Linked DNA regions of Mus musculus: all the other regions are linked to region 3. A link is a contact called in public HiChIP or PLAC-seq and promoter capture Hi-C data. All regions are on one chromosome and are shown on one strand. The core of a region is the stretch at or near the end of the contact, and the rest is flanking DNA. Distances in the headings are between cores, read along the strand shown.

The links. Promoter capture Hi-C pulls out the DNA fragments that hold promoters and counts their contacts. HiChIP or PLAC-seq counts read pairs in DNA pulled down with a chosen protein or histone mark.
Region 1: a promoter capture Hi-C map of embryonic stem cells shows a contact between it and region 3, with 5 times the contacts expected there. The contact joins the promoter of Asb1 here to the enhancer-like site in region 3. A contact is called at or near these places in 5 of 39 promoter capture datasets (the C10 cell line, cranial neural crest, embryonic stem cells and 2 more), 4 of 484 Hi-C or Micro-C datasets (the N1E-115 cell line and embryonic stem cells), 10 of 115 datasets of contacts at active chromatin or transcription factors (embryonic forebrain, embryonic hindbrain, embryonic stem cells and 5 more) and 1 of 9 other capture datasets (embryonic stem cells).
Region 2: a contact with region 3 is called in an H3K27ac HiChIP or PLAC-seq map of embryonic stem cells, with 3 times the contacts expected there. The contact joins two enhancer-like sites. A contact is called at or near these places in 2 of 15 datasets of contacts at CTCF or cohesin (pro-B cells and stem cell-derived epiblast-like cells), 16 of 484 Hi-C or Micro-C datasets (CD4 T cells, CD8 T cells, the G1E-ER4 cell line and 7 more), 12 of 115 datasets of contacts at active chromatin or transcription factors (astrocytes, embryonic stem cells, epiblast stem cells and 1 more) and 1 of 9 other capture datasets (embryonic stem cells).

What each region holds. Positions count from the first base shown.
Region 1 is chr1:91,538,544-91,541,847 of GRCm38.p6, reverse strand. It overlaps Asb1 (ankyrin repeat and SOCS box-containing 1), which reads right to left and starts at 1,283. Exons shown (of 5, transcript NM_001039126.2): 1 at 984-1,283. The coding sequence starts at 1,035.
Region 2 is chr1:91,918,027-91,921,680 of GRCm38.p6, reverse strand. No RefSeq gene overlaps it. Among named protein-coding and RNA genes, the nearest start is that of Gm46242, 40 kb to the right of the region's middle. Within about 2 kb of position 1,445, at least 35 of the 459 cell types and tissues checked have an H3K27ac peak or open chromatin away from gene starts, as enhancers often do. A contact at or near this core is called in embryonic stem cells, where this site is marked.
Region 3 is chr1:92,430,858-92,434,351 of GRCm38.p6, reverse strand. No RefSeq gene overlaps it. Among named protein-coding and RNA genes, the nearest start is that of Mir6900, 32 kb to the left of the region's middle. Within about 2 kb of position 1,996, at least 23 of the 459 cell types and tissues checked have an H3K27ac peak or open chromatin away from gene starts, as enhancers often do. A contact at or near this core is called in embryonic stem cells, epiblast stem cells and hippocampal neurons, where this site is marked.

The sequences.
Region 1 (3,304 bases), core at 34-2,533, 890 kb after region 3:
AAGAAATAGCTACCCTTTGACCAACCACCTCTCTCCCATTTCTCATTCCTGCATGACAGGTCAATCCACTCAAAGATCTTGTCTGTCCCTGAGATCAAATTCAATGACAACCAAAGCTCTTGGTGGTAGAGGCCTTGCCTTGCTTTTTCATGTCACCCCGATAGCCCCAGGTGAGTCAGGCCAATAGGACATCATCCACAAAGTTTGTTGAATTGATGGAGGGAGGAATGACAAGAGACTGTACCAACATTGTGGCTTTCTCAGATTTTCTGCATACAGAAGAGAGCTCAGTGAACTCTAAAATCAGAGATGGGTGCAGAAGCACACCTACCAAACACCTACCAGCAGGTTCAGAAAGACCCCAAGGTGGACGCCGTACCAGGAAACTCTCCTGGGAATTGTTAGTTCCATTGTAGCAGCACTGCAAAGTGGAGCAGCTTTAAGGCAGGTGGCAAGTGTCACCCTTTTTCTGCAGGTGGGTCAAGCGCCCCTGTAAGAGTTGTGGCACTAGCAAGCTCTCTGGGGACAGCACTGTCGTTAAGGTGGGTGGAGGTGGGGCGGAGGACGTTTGTCCAGTAGCTACTGCGCTGACTGGCTGGCGGGATGGGGAAAGGGAACCTGTCCGCACGAAGGCTGACCTCTGAGGGCCCTTACTGACCAGTGAGCTCATACCTGGAAGAAGATCCGAACCCCATGGTCCAGCCAGGGTCATCGCTGACGGGGATGGGCTAACAGGGTGGCAGTTACAAGGCTAGCTCCACCAGAAAGAAACCTCCGTGGGAGGGATGTCCACGAGAGGCCAGGCAGGAGCGGGGGCGCGCGCCTAGGGCCGCGCGGAGCCTAACGTCCACACTTACTGACCCCGGGCGCGATTCCTCGGATCTGGCCTGCGAGGACCGAGGACCCGAGTCCCGGACGCCCAAGGGACACTCTGACCCCAAGACGCAACCCCGCTCCCTACTACCCCTAGCCGCGCACGTTACCTGCGGGTCCCGGGCCGGCCCGTCCATCGGGGCCGGTCCCGCCCTCCGCCATGCCTACTTGGTCCTCAGCCTCCGCCCTGACCCCGCCGCCTGTCCACCTCCGCAGCAATCCTGTCAGAGAGCAACGCTGTCAGAGAAGCACCGCCGGCGTTTCCGGCAGGTGGGCGTGTCCAGGGCTCGGCTTCCGGGGAGTATGAGCCTCCTTTTCGTACTTCCTGCTCCGGACGGAGGGTGCTGGGGTCTCCACTTCCGGCCTGGCTAACGGACTTGATTGCTGATTAGCGGGGTTGACCAAACTGCGTCTCCCGAGGCAACAGCAGCAGCTTCTGGGGAAACGCCTTTCCTCTGGGGGCGGAGGCTTATTTGCATGCCTCAGGAACTCCTGGTTGGTCGATTCTGTTCCCGCCCACTGGAGGGCGGGACGTGGGCGGGACCGTTACGGCCCAGTGGACTGTGGTCCGCTATCGCAGCGGCTGAAGGGTGTTGAGTGACGTGGGGCTGCGCTGCTGTCCTTTCTACGAGACTCCAAACGGTGCCTTCCGAGTCGGTGACTTGCAAAGTTGTGTTAGACGAAGGCAGCCCAGAATGTCTCCATGGAGCCAATAGTGTCTGTAACTTGGTCAAGGCGTGTTGACAGAGTGGCTTTCCCTCAAGCACTCCCGATTTTACATCGGTCACACTGTGTGCGTTGCGTTACGAACAGTTCTTAAGCATGGACGCTGTCGGGTCCTTTCATTCTCCTCTACACAACTTAGGGAAGGTACCTTGCAGGGGGAGGACCCCAGTGGACCGGGGGGAGACCGCGCCTTAAGGAGACAGAAGCGCCCCGCTGTCCTGTGAGATGGAGGCAAGGCCACAGTCTCCAACACCGCGGCTGTGACTTGTCTGCATCTTTGTGTGGTCATGGCACACCAGCTGGGAGCTAGCGACTATAGGTGCCCAACAAATCCTCGTGCCCAGACTGGCTCAGTTGCACAGGTCTGTGGAGCTGTGTGAGGCATCCTGGAACAGAGCCACGGGCTCTGAGGGTTTTGAGGGGAGCGGGGAGATTCCTGCAGTGGTGTTTGGTCTTGATAACACCGTTGGCACGAGGGACAGGTGACACCAATGACGCTGCAAGGCAAAGAGCCAGAGGTGGCTCAGCCTTATGGCTCTGCTCCACGGCTGCACATCCCTGGCTGGGATACCTCAAGGGTAAAACCACCCAAATGCGCATCAAAATGTGGTGTCGTGGCCATCCATATATCCTTTAAAAAGCCTCTGCCCCAGGTTACAACATGGCCAACCCTGGAGGATCTCTGCTCAGTGAAATAAGCCAGCAATAACGAACAAATAATGCACTCTTCCACACATAGGTCACTAAAGGAATCAGCTTCGGAAACAGAGTGGAATAGTAGGTGTCAGTTTGCTTCCAGAAAAGGGAGTGTCACGGGTGAGGGGACAGAGATAAAACTCCAGGCTGTCACCCTAGCCTGAGAACTTCGTTGAGACCAAAACTCAAGCAAAACTGGACTTACTGCTTTGGCTCGGGAAAAAAAAAATTTGTTAAGACTAATGGAAGCAATGTTGAGGTTTTATTTAAAATACTTTAACATTAGACTTTAACCTAAAGACTTAGAAGAGAGGTACTATGGAAGACACACCCAAGTATAGCTCCTCAAGGGAGTCACAATCCTTAGCACTAGCTACTATATACACCATTTTGATGGCTCTCAACTTAGATCTCAAGAGTACTCAGAAACTAACACTCTCTCTCTCTCTCTCTCTCTCTCTCTCTCTCTCTCTCTCTCTCTCTCTCTCTCGTGTTTGTGTGTGTGTCTATGAGATTATGGGGTGGCTTCAGACATACCTTGGATGGAATTATAATCTGATAAAGCCAGGAGCCACTGATTGCATGAGTTTTGTGCATGTCCATTTCCTGTAAAAGTTTCTAGTGAGAGTCCTGGAAAATTGCAGGTGCATAAGTGCGGAGGGAGGAAAGCTTTAAGCAGTTAATTGTGCTGGAATTCCTGCTTCTCTGTTGGCAAGAGGCTTCAACCAAATTCCTCAGTAAAGGTAAAGGGCTCCTCTTCCTCCTCATACCTCCATGATTTGCCTTTCTATTCTATCTCAGGAGGAATAGGAAGTGAATACTTTTTAAAAGGGGTTTGGGGGTGGGGTAGGGCAAATGGAGACAAGATCTTACTAGCCCTTGGCTGGCCCAGAGCTGATATGTAAATGAGTCTTGCCTTAACTCATTGAGATCCACCTGCAGTAGCTTCCCAGGTGCTGGGAAAGTATACAACCACAGCTGGCAGAATTATTTTTATATTTATTTAAAG
Region 2 (3,654 bases), core at 196-2,695, 510 kb after region 3:
AAATGTGCCTTGAGCCATTTGACACAACCAAGTTGCTTTGAGGCCAAGCTGCTCAGAGGGCTAAGGGGGTCTGGTGTGCGCTAGTGCTGTTGGCTACAGATGGAATGAGGACAGTACTGCCTGGGGGAGTGGCTGTGTGGACAAAAGCAAGTGACCTTCTGGCCACATCCACCAGAGTCCTGCTCTCTAACACCCAGGAAAGAACATTGTATTGATAAATTGCTGCATGCTGTTTGAGTTCATGGAGACGTTGGCACTGAGATGCCTGTGTTCAGAATCTCTGGCAAGCCCACATGCTGTTTGAGTTCACTGAGATGTTCCTACTTCAGACCCAAGCATGCTTGTGTCAAACGTCCTCCCAGCCAACCCGAGATGGGAAACGGCCTGAGAATAGAAACACTGTGTTCTTAAGAACAGCTTAGAAGGAAAACCATTTGCAACAGAGGTTACTATTGTCTATGATATACAGAGTGTCAGACATGGAAACTGGAAGCTGGGAGTTCAGCCATGGAGAGAAAGCTCAGCAGGGAACTCCCACCGACTGCCTCAACCTCCCTGTCAGTGTCTGCTGGGCAACGTTATCTATTTACTGCTGTTCACTTGTTCCCTAGGAAGCCCGTTCACGGACAAGCTGCTCTGCTGAACTTTTGACCAAGAATTCTAGCAAGGTTGCTCCAGCATGGCTTCCCCAGTCATCTGGGTGTTGTGGATGCCCCGGTTTGATGGTGGTTTTTTGTTTTTTGTTTTGTTTTTGTCTATCAGCCGCTTCTATCCATCCACTACTTCCTGCCTGGTCTTTACTTATGCTTGCTGTGTACTTACTTAGATGCATTCATGCATTTGATATTGGATGCATTCTCCACACCACCCTGTATATGATCCCAGAGTCCTGCCTCCTGCTGCCCTGGCCTCAGACAGGCAAGATGGCCTTCCCCACCCAGACTCAAGTCTATGTGACTTCCCCTAAAGTCACTCCCAAGTCACTAGGGATAGGACGGCCCCTCGGGCCCCACCACCCCAGCCCCCACTGATATGAAAATACGAAGTATGAAAACGCCCAAATGAGAAGTGAGGCAGGAGATAGGGGGAAGGAGTCCTTGAGTGTTTGAGCTAAGTCTCAGGGGTCTGAACACTGCCCTGGGGAGAGCCCTGTGAGGTAACTCCCAGCCCAGGCAGTTAAGACCTCTCTGACAGCCAGCAAAGCCCTGAGAGTCCCCAAGGTTCCAGGGCAAGTGGAAGATAGGGTGGGGCCCTGGGCCTGAACACTTCTACCTACAGAACTCACAGCTTTTACATACGAATGCCCTCAGGCCCCTGGAGCAGGAGGGGGTTACGGGTCTGACGTTGTCCCCCACCCCCACCCTCCAACCTAACTCTGAGATGCTGCAGAGAAGCACTGGGCCACAGCTGCAGCCACCCACAGAGGAGCACTGGGGAGGCATGTGGCAAAGCAGAGCACATACTTCTGTCCGAAAATAGATTTTATCTGAAGAAGAAACAGATGGGGAGGGAGTCAGCTCCTTCTTTAATGGAAAGTGCAGGACGCACGGGGGCGGGGTGGGGGGCAGGGGGGTCTAGCCTAGTCTACTTTCCTCCTGTCCCTGAGGACAAGCTTGGAGACCCCCCCACAGACCCTGGGGCATCTAAGCAGCATAAGGCATGACCTGGCCAGCTAGGGAGGTTAGGCAGGTGTCCTGAGCTGGCTGAGGAACCTGATGTCCCTGACTCCTGCAGAGCCAGAGGATCAGGAAAGGCCTCAGCACTGACTGCAGTGACCCAACCTACCAGGCATGGTGTAGCCAAGGCCACAGGCATTAGCAGGTGAGGGCCTTCAGCAGGGCATCCTGGCTGGGCGAGGGAACAAGGGACTCCCCGGGGACGCTCTCTCCAGACTAGTCCAGGACCCTAGCTCTGCTGCCCAGGGTCATTAAGTTACAACACTGGCAAGTGAAGCACCTAGAAAGTAGCTGCTAGGGAGTCCGATCTCTACAGTCTATTCCCACCATCCCTACAGCTGCCTCTAAGGCTTCTCTGGTCCAGGCCTCCCGGCGTCGGCACCTGTGTTACCTCTCTTTTCAGCACGCAAGGGCTCAGTTTCCATGTTCCCCATGAAAACAGTCCGTTCACTTGACTAAGCCCACTCTCTTTATTCAGGATAATTATGCTTGTAAGATCAGTTTAAGCAGACTCTTTGAGACCAGCATTACCTTAGAGAGAGTCTAGGTCCTGACTCACGCTAAGGGAACATTTATTTATTCCTTCCTCTGGGGTATGCCATTGAGGCCTGGTGTGGACCACAGTAACATGTCTGCAGCAACAGAAACCACACACACACACACACACACACACACACACACACACACGCCCACTCGGCCACACCACGCCCACGCCATGCCCATGTCTTGGATGGGGAAGGAGGTCCAGAAAACTCACAGACATTTACAAAGCCTTGGATACCTATGTCTCAGCTCATGCCATATACGAAAATCTGGTCCTCCAAGTTGAGCTGGACCCTGCTTTCTGCCTGGGACACACAGGACCATACGGTTGGGAAGACCTGAGTCATGGAATGGGCATGCACATCCTTTCCTGCAAAGGTGTCTTGTGGACAGAGTGTAGAGACTAAAAGTCCTTAAGCTGCAGAAAGCATGAAAACTCAGGGGTCTCTGGGGTCTGCTGGACACGGGGCTGATGAGCAGGCTCATAGCCATGGTGAAGGCTACAACTCTAGCATCATCCTGTGAACTCCAGCCATGTCCATGAAGCCTGATCCCCACTCTTCTCAGTCAGGAGTGGGAGCTGATGGCCCTCAAGAGAGGCCCAGCTTCAGGCCCCATTGTCAGAGATGATGCCCCTTGAACCCAGCAGGACCACAGAGACCGAACCTCTGCAGAAGATACGGTTACACTGGAACCCTCGGTCAATTCCAGAGCAAGGCTGCCCTGGGCCCTACCTCCACCCCCACGGCTGCCCCAGAATTGCTGGAGTCGAGGAAAGGGTGGACTTCTTGCTTTGCACCTGCCTTTTATCAGCAGCCACAGGACCGTTGGAGACCCTGAGGACATGGATGGACCTCAGGATGGAGCTTGGCATAAGGGAGTCTACATCCTCCTTGTGGGCAGAGCTGGGACAGTCTAGAGGGCAGCCCACAGGACGGGCACTGGAAAGACATTGGGGTGAAGCCAAGAATCAAAGGAGCCACACAGCACACCATGCGGTTCTGTACAGCTGCAAGGAGTGGGTTGGAAATCAAGCTGTAAGCTTCCTGGTAGCACAGACCGGGGAAGCAACCTGACTTTATGATGGCAACAAATGCTTTCACCCTACTTGCCAGGAGCAGCCAGGGCAACCCTGGAGGCTGCGGGATCTTGGCTTGGTGTTTTTTTGGTTGGGGGTTTGAAATGGACAGGGAGGAAAAAGACCCTTCTTACCATGGAAACAAAATAAAAATCTAAGGACAGGGCAGCCACTAGAGATTGTTTTGTTCCCCCAGGGTCACAGAGCAGCCTGGGAGAGGGGAGAAAGAGGGAGGAGTGATTCACAGATGTTTCTGGAAGTTTTTCCCCCTTTCCTTCAGGCCCTCACCAGGGCAGTACTGCCTGACAGCTATAGGTGCAGGTCTCCCAGATGGTCCTGCCTCTGCTCTGCCCAAAA
Region 3 (3,494 bases), core at 747-3,246:
TGTTGCCAGCACACCTTCCCCGCCGTGACAAGCTGTACTGGAACTGGAGCCAGAGAAAACCCTTCCTCTTTGGCTTAGTTTTATTTTTTTAATCAAAAGAACAAGAAAAGCAGCCAATACAACAACTCTGGGTATTTCCTATTTTACTTGGCAACATGGCTCCCTTTCAGGGAGGCCAAGAGAAGAGGGACCCTGGGAGATGGGGCATGGGCAAGGTACTGTGTGCACTAAACTGCATGGGGGTCAGGGCTGTGATGTTTGGCCTCCCCCTCCCACTGCAGCTCTGACTTGTGAAGTCTTGGGGCTGGAGTTAGTTTGAAGCCTGAGGAGGTCTCAAGTCTTAGCATCCCTCCCAGCAGCAGGAGTGCTCGCTTGAGGCTGGGGATTGGGCAATGCACAGAGGAAGAGAGGGAGAAGAAGAGGCCTAGAACCTCAGATGTCTTGGACCCCCTCCCTCTCTCCTACGCCGGAACCACCTGGGTGTCACTTCCTGCTGTTACCAAGATGGAAGGGGACCGGACCGGAACCACCTGGGTGTCACTTCCTGCTGTTACCAAGATGGAAGGGGACCGGACCGAGAGGGCTTCATCAACAGAGCCAGCAGGTGTCCTAGGTCCACCATTGGGTTCCAGGCTCCTAGCCTGTCTGTTGCCTCGTTTGCACCCCAGATGTAAGACTTCATTAAAGGGTTCCTACTAGACTGACTGTTCAAGGGCTTTTTTTTTTTTTTTTTTTTTTTTTTTTTTGGCTTTTTCGAGACAGGGTTTCTCTGTATAGCCCTGGCTGTCCAGGAACTCACGCTGTAGACCAGACTGGCCTCGAACTCAGAAATCTGCCTGCCTCTGCCTCCCGAGTGCTGGGATTAAAGGTGTGCGCCACCACCACCTGGCTCAAGGGCCTTTTTAATTGGACAAATAGGGGTGGAAATGTAGTGGGTTGGCCCTATGTTGCTTATATTCTAATGCTAATTTGGGCCCCCCAAAACTGCCCCAAAGACAAGAAAGTCTGCACCTAAGACACTGAGGGCCGGGCGGTGGTGGCACATGCCTTTAATCCCAGAATTAGGGAGGCAGAGGCAGGCGGATTTCTGAGTTCGAGGCCAGTCTGGTCTACAGAGTGAGTTCCAGGACAGCCAGGGCTACACAGAGAAACCCTGTCTCCAAAAAAAAAAAAAAAAAAAAAAAAAAAAAGACACCGAGGGACCCTGCCCCAGTTAATTCTGATTGTTAAATAAAGATGCCAGCAGCAGCCAATAGCCGAAGAGAAGAGGCATAGGCGAGGTTTAGGTTTCCCCGGCTTGAGAGCCCGAGGAAGGGAGGAGGAAAGGAAGGAGGAGAAAGAAAGGAGCCGCCATGGAAGAAGAAGAATATGCAGGAGGGAGGAGAGCCACAGTGGGGTTGCTGAGCCGTACAAACATGGACGTGTGGGCTGGCCAAATTAGAGTTAAGAGCAGCCCAGACAGAGCATAGAAGTTAGTAAGCAGTAACCGGAGTTATCAGAAGGGAAGGGGATTCTAACAGCATGGAGGGGAGGCAGTTGCCCAGCTATTGTGCTGCCTAAGGGATATTTAAAAATATAAGGCTCTATATGCCTTTCATCTGGAAACATATATGGTCAAAAATGGGAGAGAAAAAATAAACCAGCGCAGGGATTTTTAAAACTGTTTTTACTACACTAGACCTTGCTAGAGCCACTGATGTGAGTCACGTGCCTTCTTGCCCTCCTGTCCTGCACAGAAGCTGGGAGGACAGAGGACAGCTCTCTGTGACCTAACAGGACCTTAGAGCCCAGGGTACCCTGCAAAGACGGCAGTAGGGTGAAGGCCACAGCTGACATGCATTTGGCTGAGGGGACATCCAGGAGGCCAGTGGCATGACTTTGGGTCCAGCTCTGGACTCTGACTGGCCACCACCCCTTAGCCTCACGAGCTGATGACCGTAGCTTAAGGAAGTATCCTGTGAGGCTAGTCCTGCCATTTGGGCTCTGCTGGGGGATGGTTGTGTGCACTGTGTATTCAGATGCTGATTTCTATGCCCAGACATCTGGTCCCAGTCAAGCATCTCCGGTCTCACTGTTATGTAAAAATTGTTTTCCCTCACCTCTGATTGGTTAATAAAGAGCTGATTCAGCTGATAACTGGGCAGAGGGAAGACGGAAGGCAGAATATCTGATCCTAGTGATGGGGGTCCCAAGTGAGGGAACTGAGGGAGAGAAGATGTGGAGGGACCAGGTGGAGGGACCAGGGGGAGTCACCATGAGGGGACACATGGAGTAGAACAAGTCTGAGCAAGACTCGGATTACAGCTCAAGGACCATGAGGCTGGGACCTTGTAGGGTTAGAATAAATGAACATCTGCCCAGTTAGGGCTGCCAGCTTGTTAATAAATCTATTAGGTCTCAGTGTTGTTCATTTGGGAGCTAACGTGGGCTAGAGTGGGCATAGAAACACTCAGCAGTTGTTTAGGAGCAAGGGGAAAGAAAGCCGCCTAAAATTACTTTTACAGGGCTCTCTGAAGGTGTCTCCTCCCGTGTGCTCAGCTCCAAGGCCAGGGCTATAACAACTGGCCCTGACACAGGACACAGAGCACACTTGCTTCCCCCAGCCTTAGCCTGTCCTTCCTAGGCTCTGCCTCCTCGGTCACTGTGAGGTCTGAGTCTCCATTCACAGCCTTGCTCCTGGGGCTAAGATCCTCCCTTGTCCATCTGCTGAGCTGCCCTCTGGAACCTGCGAAGCTGGCCAGGTGGTGCTGAGAGTGAACTCTCTCACTGTTGAATGACCGACCACTCCCCATCCCTGCCTGAGTTAGGATGTTCAGCCTACAGGACCCTGATTCAGCACTGAAGCATCTTCAAAGACCACCACTAATAAACTATGTCTCCACCAGTGAAATGAGCCAATCCAAGCCAGATTAGAATATATCAAAGGTGGGTTTATTGGAAAACTACTCTTGGGTGAGTTCACTGGCCCCATTGGCCAGAGGCCAGGGAGGTCAGCATAGGGAGATGAGTGAAGGAGGAAGAAGAGAAAGAGAGAGAAGTGGGGGGGAGAAGAGAGAGTAGACCAAACTGTCTGGATTATATAGGGAAAAGCCTCTGGGAAGGGCAGCCAGCCCTTGGGCTGGGAAGTTCAGGGTTGGGGGCAGGGTATGTCAGGTAGGGACTGAGGGATGCTGGGAGAACCTGGAGACCAGGTCTGCTTTGATGTGTAAAATATGCACCTCAGTCCCTTGTCCTGGGCTCCAAGACCAAACAACGAGGCCAAGGCTTTTGAAACTACACCTGCTATAAGTACTTTTTCCAATGTCTGCATCAAATATGGATGGTTTTCAGAATCACATAGTGGGCATTTAACAGTACCCACAGTCAGTTTCACCCTTTGGTTTTGTGAACTTGAGGCCATGGTTGGCTGAATCCAGTCTACTCTCACATTGAAACTTGTCTCTCTGGGCCTGTTTATTTTTTCTTCCATTTTAAGAAAAAAAAATATGACATAG